2 separate regions of the Sus scrofa genome follow, and region 1 is linked to region 2. A link is a contact called in public Hi-C data. All regions are on one chromosome and are shown on one strand. The core of a region is the stretch at or near the end of the contact, and the rest is flanking DNA. Distances in the headings are between cores, read along the strand shown. Region 1 holds the start of ASIC4 (acid-sensing ion channel 4). Region 2 holds the start of DNAJB2 (dnaJ homolog subfamily B member 2).

What was found. A called contact is a pair of places that touch in the nucleus more often than the background predicts.
Region 1: a contact with region 2 is called in a Hi-C map of fetal liver, with 2.2 times the contacts expected there. The contact joins the promoter of ASIC4 here to the promoter of DNAJB2 in region 2. A contact is called at or near these places in 1 of 5 promoter capture datasets (fetal liver) and 2 of 47 Hi-C or Micro-C datasets (embryonic fibroblasts and fetal liver).

What each region holds. Positions count from the first base shown.
Region 1 is chr15:121,518,371-121,523,326 of Sscrofa11.1, reverse strand. ASIC4 (acid-sensing ion channel 4) reads right to left here and starts at 3,324. Exons shown (of 14, transcript XM_021076308.1): 1 at 715-3,324; 2 at 627-713; 3 at 427-624; 4 at 319-424; 5 at 1-316. The coding sequence starts at 1,080.
Region 2 is chr15:121,318,514-121,322,961 of Sscrofa11.1, reverse strand. It overlaps DNAJB2 (dnaJ homolog subfamily B member 2), which reads right to left and starts at 3,043. Exons shown (of 11, transcript XM_021074972.1): 1 at 2,861-3,043; 2 at 2,487-2,587; 3 at 1,679-1,788; 4 at 342-395; 5 at 35-157. The coding sequence starts at 2,551.

The sequences.
Region 1 (4,956 bases), core at 2,075-4,574, 200 kb before region 2:
CTGAGTGCCGAGTGCCGGAACCGGTTGATGTTGCAGAGGGTGACGGCCGGGAAGCCCGCCACCGGGGCTGGGGCAGCAGGGTCCATGACCACCAGGTGAGGCCGTGTCAGGTAGCCCCGGGCCAGGCTGGCCGCCTGGTACAGAAAGGCAGCCAGCGAGGTGAGTAGAGCAAGTGCCCACAGGGTTCTGCGCAGTCCATGGGGGCCTGGGCCACAGGCCCGGCCCAGCCCGTGCAGAGTGCTGGTGCTGGCAAAGGTGGCCAGGTCCCGGGGGGCTGCGGGCCCCCGCGCAGCCCCCAGGAGGCTCTGCTCATCCCTGCCTCCTTCTCCTTGGGTTTCGCATCCTCCTCTGCAAATTTGATTTTGCACACAATCTCGATCGGCATCTGTCCCCGGCTGCTGGGACTGGCCGGAGCCTCCTTGCCCCCGTCCCTCCCTGGCCAGTAGCCCCTGATGCCCTCCGGAGTGGCGGCGGTGGCAGCGGCTGCTCTTCTAAACTCAGGGCAAGCAGCAGGAGGATGGGGACAGGGTGGGGGCCCGAGGTGGGGGAGTCACTCCCACTCCCAGCAGCTCCGCAGCCCTGGTGCTGCCTCTGCCGCTGCTGCCTCTGCTGCCGCTTGTCTTGTCTCTCTCCTCGATCGTCTCCTTGTGGCTTCCCTTATCAGCACCAGCACAGCTGTCAGCCCCTGCGTGTGTCCCTGCGAGCGAGCGAGCGAGTGAGCGAGGGAGCGAGCGCTGCTCCGCCACGCCGCGCAGCCCCAGCCGCTCCGCTCAGCATGTGCTCCGGAGCCCACCCCATGCTTAATAATTCAGGACATGTCAACAGCGTTTCACCGGCAGCATGGGCGGCAGGAGCCAGGCCAAGGGGAGGGGGCAGCCCCCAGCCTAGGACAGGGATCCCCTGTCCCTGCCCAGACCTCGTCGGGCCGCCCCCCAAACTCTTGCTATACCCCAGTTGCTCGTGGGGTTCCCCACCCGTCCCCACTCCCAGGCCACGCAGGGAAGAGGGCTGCACCCAGCGTTCTCGGCTCGTTCTGCCACTTTTCTGGACCACGCCCCAGGAGGGGTCAGCCAGCTCCATCTCCCACCTCCTGGTCTCCCGGATTCCTGGATTCCTGACTCGAGCCCAGCCACCACCTGACCCCACTACCCCAGTCACGGCTGCTTCCAGAAACTCCTTGGGAGAGCCACTTGTTTGAATGAGGGAGGGGAGGGGAGGACAGAGGAGGGCAGGCAGGACAGGCAAGGGGACAATGGTGGCTCCACTGAAATACTTGGCTCCCCTAGAGCTTTGCTCCCGACTTAATACCCATCAGACCCCTACCCCCTCTGGCCTCGCCCTCTCCCCACTTCACCCCCAGCCCCAGACTCAGTCTCTCATTTGTCTGGAACAGAGAGCACCCCTGCTGACTCACACATCTGCGGCCACTTTGCCCTCCCCGATGTTTCCTAAATCCGAGGCCAGGCCAGGTTATGGGGGGGTGGGGTGGGGGAGGGTGGGTGGACAGCCCGGGAGCAGAGAGCAGGGATGATGGAGGTGAGAAAGCCCAGACAGGGTATTGGAGGAGTAGAGATGTGTTGGCTTTGAACAGGAGGGAATGCAACCCTAAAGAAACAAGCAGGGGGTGCCTGGCAGAGACGGGCAGGGGAGCCCTGGGTGGCTGCTGGCTTGCAGAGGAGACGCGGGCATGTGGACTGTTGTCACAGGCTGTGGTGGGGCCCCTGGTGGCCAGCTGGGAGATGATGCCTGGGTGCCCCCGGGTTGGGGGTGGTCGCAGTGAGCAGCTAGTGCTCTGGGGGTGGGGGAGGCGTGTGAGTGCTTGAGCCCTCTCAGGAGAGGAAGCACTTGTCCCCTAGAGGAAAGGGGGGGCTGATTAATCGGGGCGCTAATGAGCAGCAGGGAGAGGAAGCTCAGAGGGGCGGGGGAGGCGGCTCCATCGATCCGAGCCGCGGAACCAGCAGCTGAAAAAAAAGTGAGAAGGGAATCGATCTGAGGGAAACGGCAGCTGCTGGGGATTAGAGCCCGAGGTCCACCCGCTGCCCAGCGGCCACCCCTCCCCTGCGGCAGCCCTGCCCTGCCAGTCGCAGCCCCTGCCTGGCCTGGGGTTGGCTCCCCTGGGGGGCAGGGGACCACGCTGTTCGCCCTTGGTTGCAAGGCCAGGTCAGGCCCCGTCCTTCACAAGTCATCCCAGCATGGAGCCCACCCACACACAGCACCCCAACCCCAGGCCTGGTTGGCATCCAGGGTGGGGGTTGTCCCCAGCCTCTCTTTTCAAAGTAGCTTCCTTGGCTGGGCTTCCCCCAAAGCCAGCCCCCCAGACTGTGGAGATAAGACCCCTGGGGTCAGGGGCTGCAGCTGGCGGTGTCCCAGAGGAGAAAGGGGTTGGCACTGAGAGCAGCTGCTGAGTTTGCAGTTGGGAGTCTCCACATGACCCCAGACAGTCCCCATCTCGCTGCCTCCTACCCAGGCAGCCCCCCCATGTTTCCCCCCTCCCTGCTAGACCACCAGACCCTTCCAGCGCTTCCTTCCCCACCTCCTTACCTCCCCAGCCTCTCTCTTCCCCTTTCTCCTGTTATTGATTTTTCTTTACTGGGTTTTTTTAAAAGGTGATTTAATTGCTTTTTTAAGGTTACTTCAGTCTGGGACTCTGCCAAGGAAGCGGGGAGCCGCCCCCTAAGCTCTCCCTAGCACTGGTTGCTGCTCAGGACTCTGTGTGTCCCTAGATTGTCCTGCCATCCAGTGAGATCACCAGGTCATACTCCCCAACCTGACCTCCATCATGAGCCCAAAGCACACCCTCCTCCCTCCCGAGGGCATGTCAGGGAGCCTTCAGCCTCTAGAAGGAATGGGAGCTGTAATCCAGCATGGGAGCTGGGGAGAGCTGGGGAGCCGGTGGCGAGGGGAGTTCCAGGCCACTGGGAAGTGGAACAGCAGTTAGCTGCATGCACCGCCCCCCACTGCCCCACAGCCAGCTGCTTCCAATTGTCCCCATCATACAGTCTCCCAGACTCCAGCGGGAGTCCCCCACCAACCAACCACAAGTCCTTTGAGTCCATCCCTTGCCCCCCGCCCCCGACTCCTCCAGGCCTCTTCTGTGTTCGTGCACCCCCCCTCCCATCCCTTTACACCCCCTTCCCCTCTGGCCCCCGTCCTTTCTCCCCGCCCTCTCCGCGCTTCCCTGCCTGCCTCCCTCTCTGCCCGGCTGCAGTTGGGTGATAATCTCCCTCATTTAGCCTCCCGGCTGCTTCCCCGGCTCATTGCCCAGCTGGTCCCTGGGGCCCAGCCCAGCTTCTTCCCCACCCCCACCCCCAGCCCTGCGCCCCAGCTCCCCCAGCTCTTCCCCGCTCCCCCACCCACTCCCAAGGGACCAGCTGCCCCCTGCAGTGAGCATCAGGGCCAAGTGTGGCTGGCGAGGACCCGAGTGGGGTGTGAGCAAAGGAGGAGGGGCTGCCAAGGACTCCGGGGGTGGGAATCAGGGTGCAGGCTCGGTGGTGGTGGGGGGAACCCTCTGTCCTCCAGTTGTCCACATTCCCCAGGTTTGTTACCAGTCCAGTCCTTCACCCCCCAGGGGGCAGAACCAGCTCCCTGACAGCAAAAATGGTGGACAGACTGAGAAGTAGAGATTCAGTGGCATCTGTAGAGCCGATAGGGCAGGGCAGGGGGAATGGGGGAGGGCAGAGGGGAGGAAGGGCAGGAGCACCTGGCAGGGGGCATGGAGGTTTTATTTGCACAAATTGCTCCAATAGGTAGTTTCGGAGACCGCCTGGAATCCAGCTGGGGGGTGGGGGGAGCGGTTCAAAGGAGCCTCCAAGGCCAATCCAGCACCCAAGCTCTTGGGTTACCTCTTTGCCGGGCAGGGACCCCCAAGCTGAGCAGCATTTGCCCCTTCCCAGCTTTTGTGAGACTCAGACTTCTTGCCTGGGTGGCCCCATTTGTCAGTGACGCGACCCACCCCCCATCTCTTAGATAGCATTTTCCTAGGGAGAGTCCCCAGCCGCCCCTGTTCCCAGAGTACACCCCCTGGCCACCCGCCCCAGCCCAGACACCTGTCCCAGGCCTGGCTCTGGTGCGGAACAAGGCGTGAGCCAGTGTGGGACAGAAGTGGGTGGAAGGGACACGGATGGGGGGGCGGAGGCCGGGACTGGGCCAGGCCAGGCTGGTGAGCGAGCAGCGGTGACAAACGGGCTGTGCGGGGGCCGAGGGGCGGGGGGCGGACGGCGGCTGATTTATCTGGGTTATTTATGCCGCGGACGAGGCAGGAGAAGCGGTTAATGAGAGTCCCAGGGAAGGGGGTGGGGAGGCCTGGACGTGATCTGAGGCAACTGAAGAGGGTTAGCGTCCTGCCGCCAGGCCCTGCCCCCACCGCCCGCCCACACTCTGCGCCCCCAGCCCGGTCCTGGGGCGGGGCCAGCACAGCCCTGACCCCTTTCCTGTGGCTGGTACTCACGACCCTGCGTCTCGTTTCAGGGATGCCCAAGCCGAGGCGGTGGGTCACTAATATTGAAGGGGACCAGGTCCAAGATCGAGGGGCAGCTGGAGACACTGGGGAGGGAGGCTGTGAAAGGGAGAAAGGGGAAGGAAGGAAGATGAAAAATCTCAGCTGGTCAGAAGTGGGACCAAGTCTGTGGGGCTGTGGGGGAGGGTTGGGATGGGAAGAGGCCAATGTGGACGTGGTGGGCAGGTGGCCACATCGGGGCTGAGGCTGGAGAGGGCAAAGGGCATTGGGGTACAGATCCGGTGTCAGCCAGGAGTCATCACGGGGGCCTGAGAGGCAGAGATGGGGGGGTGCTGGTCGGAGCGAAGAGAGAGCTGGGGGGAGGAGGGGGGAAGAAGATCCAGGGAAGGAGGGGGAGAGGGCTTTGCAGCAGCAAAAGCTGCTGGGAGCAGATAAGGCGGCACAGCAGCAGGAGGGATTAAAGCTCCGAGGGGCAGGGGCGGGGGAGGCAGGGACATGGG
Region 2 (4,448 bases), core at 1,794-4,293:
AGGGTGGGCCCAGAGGCCTCCTGAGCGCACTCACCAAAGAGCTCCGCAAAAGGGTCCCCACTCCCGAAGAACTCCCGGAAGACCTCCTCCGGGCTGCGGAAGGTGAAGGTGAAGCCAGGCCCGCCACCGCCAGCTTCTGCCCGAGATGGGCCAGTTCCTGGAGGAGAGGCAGGATGAGGAGGGGGCTTAGGGCGTGCATCTGGCCCTGAGCCAGGGGACCCCGGCAAAGGCACAGAGATCCCAGGAGCCTGGAGAGTGAGAATGCACAGCCATTGTAGGGATCTGCCTTCCTCCCTCCTCCTGGACCCACTCCCATCCCTGGGTGCCCCTGCTCCACCTACCTGCCCCGGTCAGCCCTTCCCGGCCATAGCGGTCGTAGATCTCCCGCTTATGCTCTGGAAAGAGAGACCAAGATCATTTCTCCCTCCGTCTGCGTTGACCGCCTCCCCTTCCAGGCTAGGCCCCTCCGAGATCTGTCCAGAGACCGACACTAGGGGGGCAGCAGGGTGCACAGTGGACACAGGCTATAGGTTTTAGCAGCAGCTCAGTCCTTCACTCAGCAGGTCCTTCTCATCTGTAAAATGGACACAGTCACAGCCCCCACCGCATGGTTGCAAGGATTAAATGAGATATCTACCTCAACCACTTAGCATGGTGCCTGATGCACAGTAAGCATCTCCTAAGAGTTAGCTAATTCTTACTATGTTATTATTTGTTTTTAACTTTATGGTTACACCACGGCATACGGAATTGCCTGGGCCAGGGATTGAACCCAAGGAGCAGCTGCAACCTACATCACAGCTGTGGCCACAGCAGATCCTTTAACCCACTGCACCGGCCTGGGATTGAACCCAACCCGAGCTGCTGCAGTCAGGTTCCTAACCCACAATGCCACAGTGGGAACTCCACTTCTATGCTATTATTAATCAGGGCCTAGCCTGAATGTCACAGAGAGACCTTCCCTGACGACCATCAAAAACCAGTGCCCATTCCCTGTTCCCTATCACATCACCCTGTTATGCTCCTTTGGAATAACCTTGTCCATGCATTTACTTGGTTAATGCAGGTCTCCCTTGACTAGACTGGATGAACCCATGAGGACAAGGACAGGGCCCACCTGACCTCCATTGTTCCTCAGTACCCAACAAGGGCCTGGCATCATAAGTACTCCGTGGATATTTCTTGAATTACTGAATAAAAGACCTGGAGCCCTATTCCAGCTCCGTGTGGCCCTGAGCACCTCTCTTAGCCTCAGCTACCTTACCTGAAAAATGGGGGTGATAAATCCTGCCTTGCAGGATGGCTGTGAGGACTCATGGAGACTACACCAACCAATGCCTGGCACAGAGGAGGCTGGGAACACCCTGGTTACCTGCCCTGCTTCCTTCCCCGTGTCAGGACCCATGCTGCAACTACCAGGTGCTGAGGAGCAACACTGAGACAGAGGATCAGGGGAAGAATAAAAGGGTGCTTGGCACACAGTAGGTGTTCCTCTGGAAAAAAAAAAAATCCCAAGGGAGAAAAAATCCCGGAATCCCTGTGAGAGGAGGACACTTAAATACCAGGTTTGAAAAGGCACAGAGCAGACTAGGGTGATGGCAGCACGGCCTTGGGAAGGAGTGTGATGGGGCATGAAGCGGGGACGATGGGAGCCACCTGCCCTGACCCTGGCCCTTACTGTCCGACAGCACTTCGTATGCCTCAGCCACCTCCTTGAACTTCTTCTCAGCAAACTCTTTATTATCTGGGTTCTTGTCTGGGTGCCACTGTAAAGCCTTCTTCCGATACCTGCAGGAAGTGGGTTCAGAAAGGAAGGGTCAGGGGACAAACGCAAGCACTTGCCACCAGGGAACAAAATGACCCATTTCCTGTTAGCCCACTACAGCCTGTTCACCACTCAGATCCCAGTCGATCCCAGCTGGTAGGGCTACCTCTGCAGCAATGTTTTAATGGAGTCCCTATCTCTCCCCTCTGCAGTCAGTGCCAGGGATACATACTTGCATTAGCCGATGATAACCTAGGAGTGAGAAAGTCCCGGCTCTAACCTCTCTTTGGGGCTCACTGGGGCTGGGGCTGCAAAGGATGTGGGTACTTGTGGCCAGGAAAAGTACCAGGCAGTGGTCCCTCCTAATCACAGCGCTTGAGCATCTTTGCACTGCATCCTGAGAAAACCCACACCTAAAGGCTGGGGGTTGAGGTAGCAGTAAAAGGGAGGGGGGAGGGGGGTGGGGAGGGGAGGCCGCACTGGAAAAGAACCCACACGGCAGCTCTCAGGGGAACGTGATGCTTTGGACTTTGTCCTACTGATCCAGGCATCTCCTTCCTCCCAACAGGGGTCACTCTCTGAGGGAGCCCCTCTCCCCAGTCCTGTCTAAGGAACTGCTTCCCTAGGCCCTGCCTCTAAATGGCCCATGGGGTTGGAAGGGGGCGGTGGGCGTGAAGGGGGGCGGGTGAGTGGCTTTCTGATGCACAGCAGAGGCACTTACGCCTTTTTGATGTCATCAGCCGTCGCACTTCGCGGCACGTCTAGGATCTCGTAGTAGGATGCCATGGCAACTCGTTAGTCGTCAGGCTGGCCTCCTTGGGGCTGCGGTAGAGAAGGAAGCGTCAGGCCGAAAGAACCGAGAGCCCCTCCTTGGGGCTGGAGGCCACCTGCTACCCCCACCCCGGGGGCAGCGGAGCCCTCTGGGCTGTGCTTGCGGATGGTGACTAGGCTCCCTCGGACACCCTTATCGGCTCCCGCAGGCCGGTGCTGCGGGCTATCTCGGGGACCAGAGCTGGGGCGCCCTATCTCAGTCCTCGAACTGCAGCTGCCCAGCCCAGGGCCCCCCTAGCCTGTGCTGGGGCCCCCCGCCCGCACCTCCTCCGCCGGGAGTCCCTGGCCTCCAGCAGCGCCCCGCCCCTGCCCCCCGCCAGGAACCGTCTGGCACCCGCTGCCCGGCTCGCGGCTGCTGCGTAGGACGCGGCCGGCCCAGCTGTGCGCGCAAGCATGCGTCAGCGGCACGGAAACTACTAGAGACCCAGAGGGGGCCGGCTCGGCCTGTCACCTGGGGGTGGGGGTGGGGAGTGCTGCTGCAGGGGCTGCCGGGAGATGGGGGCGGAGCCAGCTATTTTGGGCTTGCACCAGGACAACGTCATCCCCAGATGGGACCTGGGAGACAGCCGAATGCTCCCTCCAGGCGTGACGCACTCAAGAAACGAGCACCCCCTCCCAGCCCCAGCCCCTGGCTCTTCTGCCGCATTGCCTGTAGACACGCTCGAGGGCGGGTGGTTACTCACCGGGAAGAAATCAGCACCTCAGGGACTCACAGACTCCCCTTCTAGGTCCTCCCCCTTGTTCAGATCCCTGCTCTAGCGTCAGGTCCTCAAAAGAGGCTGCCCAACTTCCCGGAGTAGGTCAGACCTGTCTCGCAAAGAATCTCATGGCATCCGTCCTCACACTGGTCAGAGCTACAAGTTCGCATTTATTAGATTATTTGATTGATATTCACATCCCCAACGAGGATGTAAATTCCAAGCAGTAGAGGTTATGACTTTTTTCTCACTGGAGTATTAGGACAGTAGTGGAGGTCAGACGATCATTGGATGATTAAATAATGAACAGATGGGAACATGTTAACAGTTCTGACACATTTGGGAGAGGTGGAAGTTAAAGAGAAAAAGGAAAATCTTTTTTGAAAAGGAAAAGGAAATTCCCCAGATTTGAGGTTTTTCTTTCTAAACTGATGCTGAGTAGACCTCTTCTGTCTTAAGGTGATTTCTGTGTTCAGACCGCCTGGGAAAGTCAGAGAACCTTCTAGAACTGGCTCCCGGAGTTCCTGTTGTGGCTCAGCAGAAGCAAATCCGACTAGTATCCATGAAGATACAGGTTCGATCCCTGGCCCCACTCAGTGGGTTAAGGATCTGGCGTTGCGGTGAGCTGTGGTGTCGGTCGCAGATGCTGCTGGGATCCTGAGTTGCTGTGGCTGTGGCTTAGGCCTGCAGCTGTAGCTCTGATTAGACCCCCTAGCCTGGGAATTTTCATATGCTGCAGGTGCGGTCCTAAAACGCAAGAAAAGAAAATAGGAAAAAAAAAAAAAGAAAGGAAGAACTGGTTCCTGCTTCATATCCAGGCCAGTCCACGAGTATTAATTGAGCATCTTCTGTATTGTACATGCTGCCGGAATGTAAAAAGAAGACTGTGGCCCAATCTCTGCCTTCACCGAACTCTGACTTGCTAAGATACCAGTCCATCAGTATAGCCCCCTGGGAAACGCCAAGGCTTTGGAAACAGATCTGAGTTTGCAACCTGGTACTACTATGTGACGGGAAAACCTCTGATGACTTGGTTTTTCCTCCCTAAATACAGGTAACACCTAGGGCCGTTTGAAAGTCAAAGGAAGCATGGTACACAGTAGGTCTTAGAACAGGTCTTCTCTGGCATTATGACTGGCCCTGGTAATAATGAT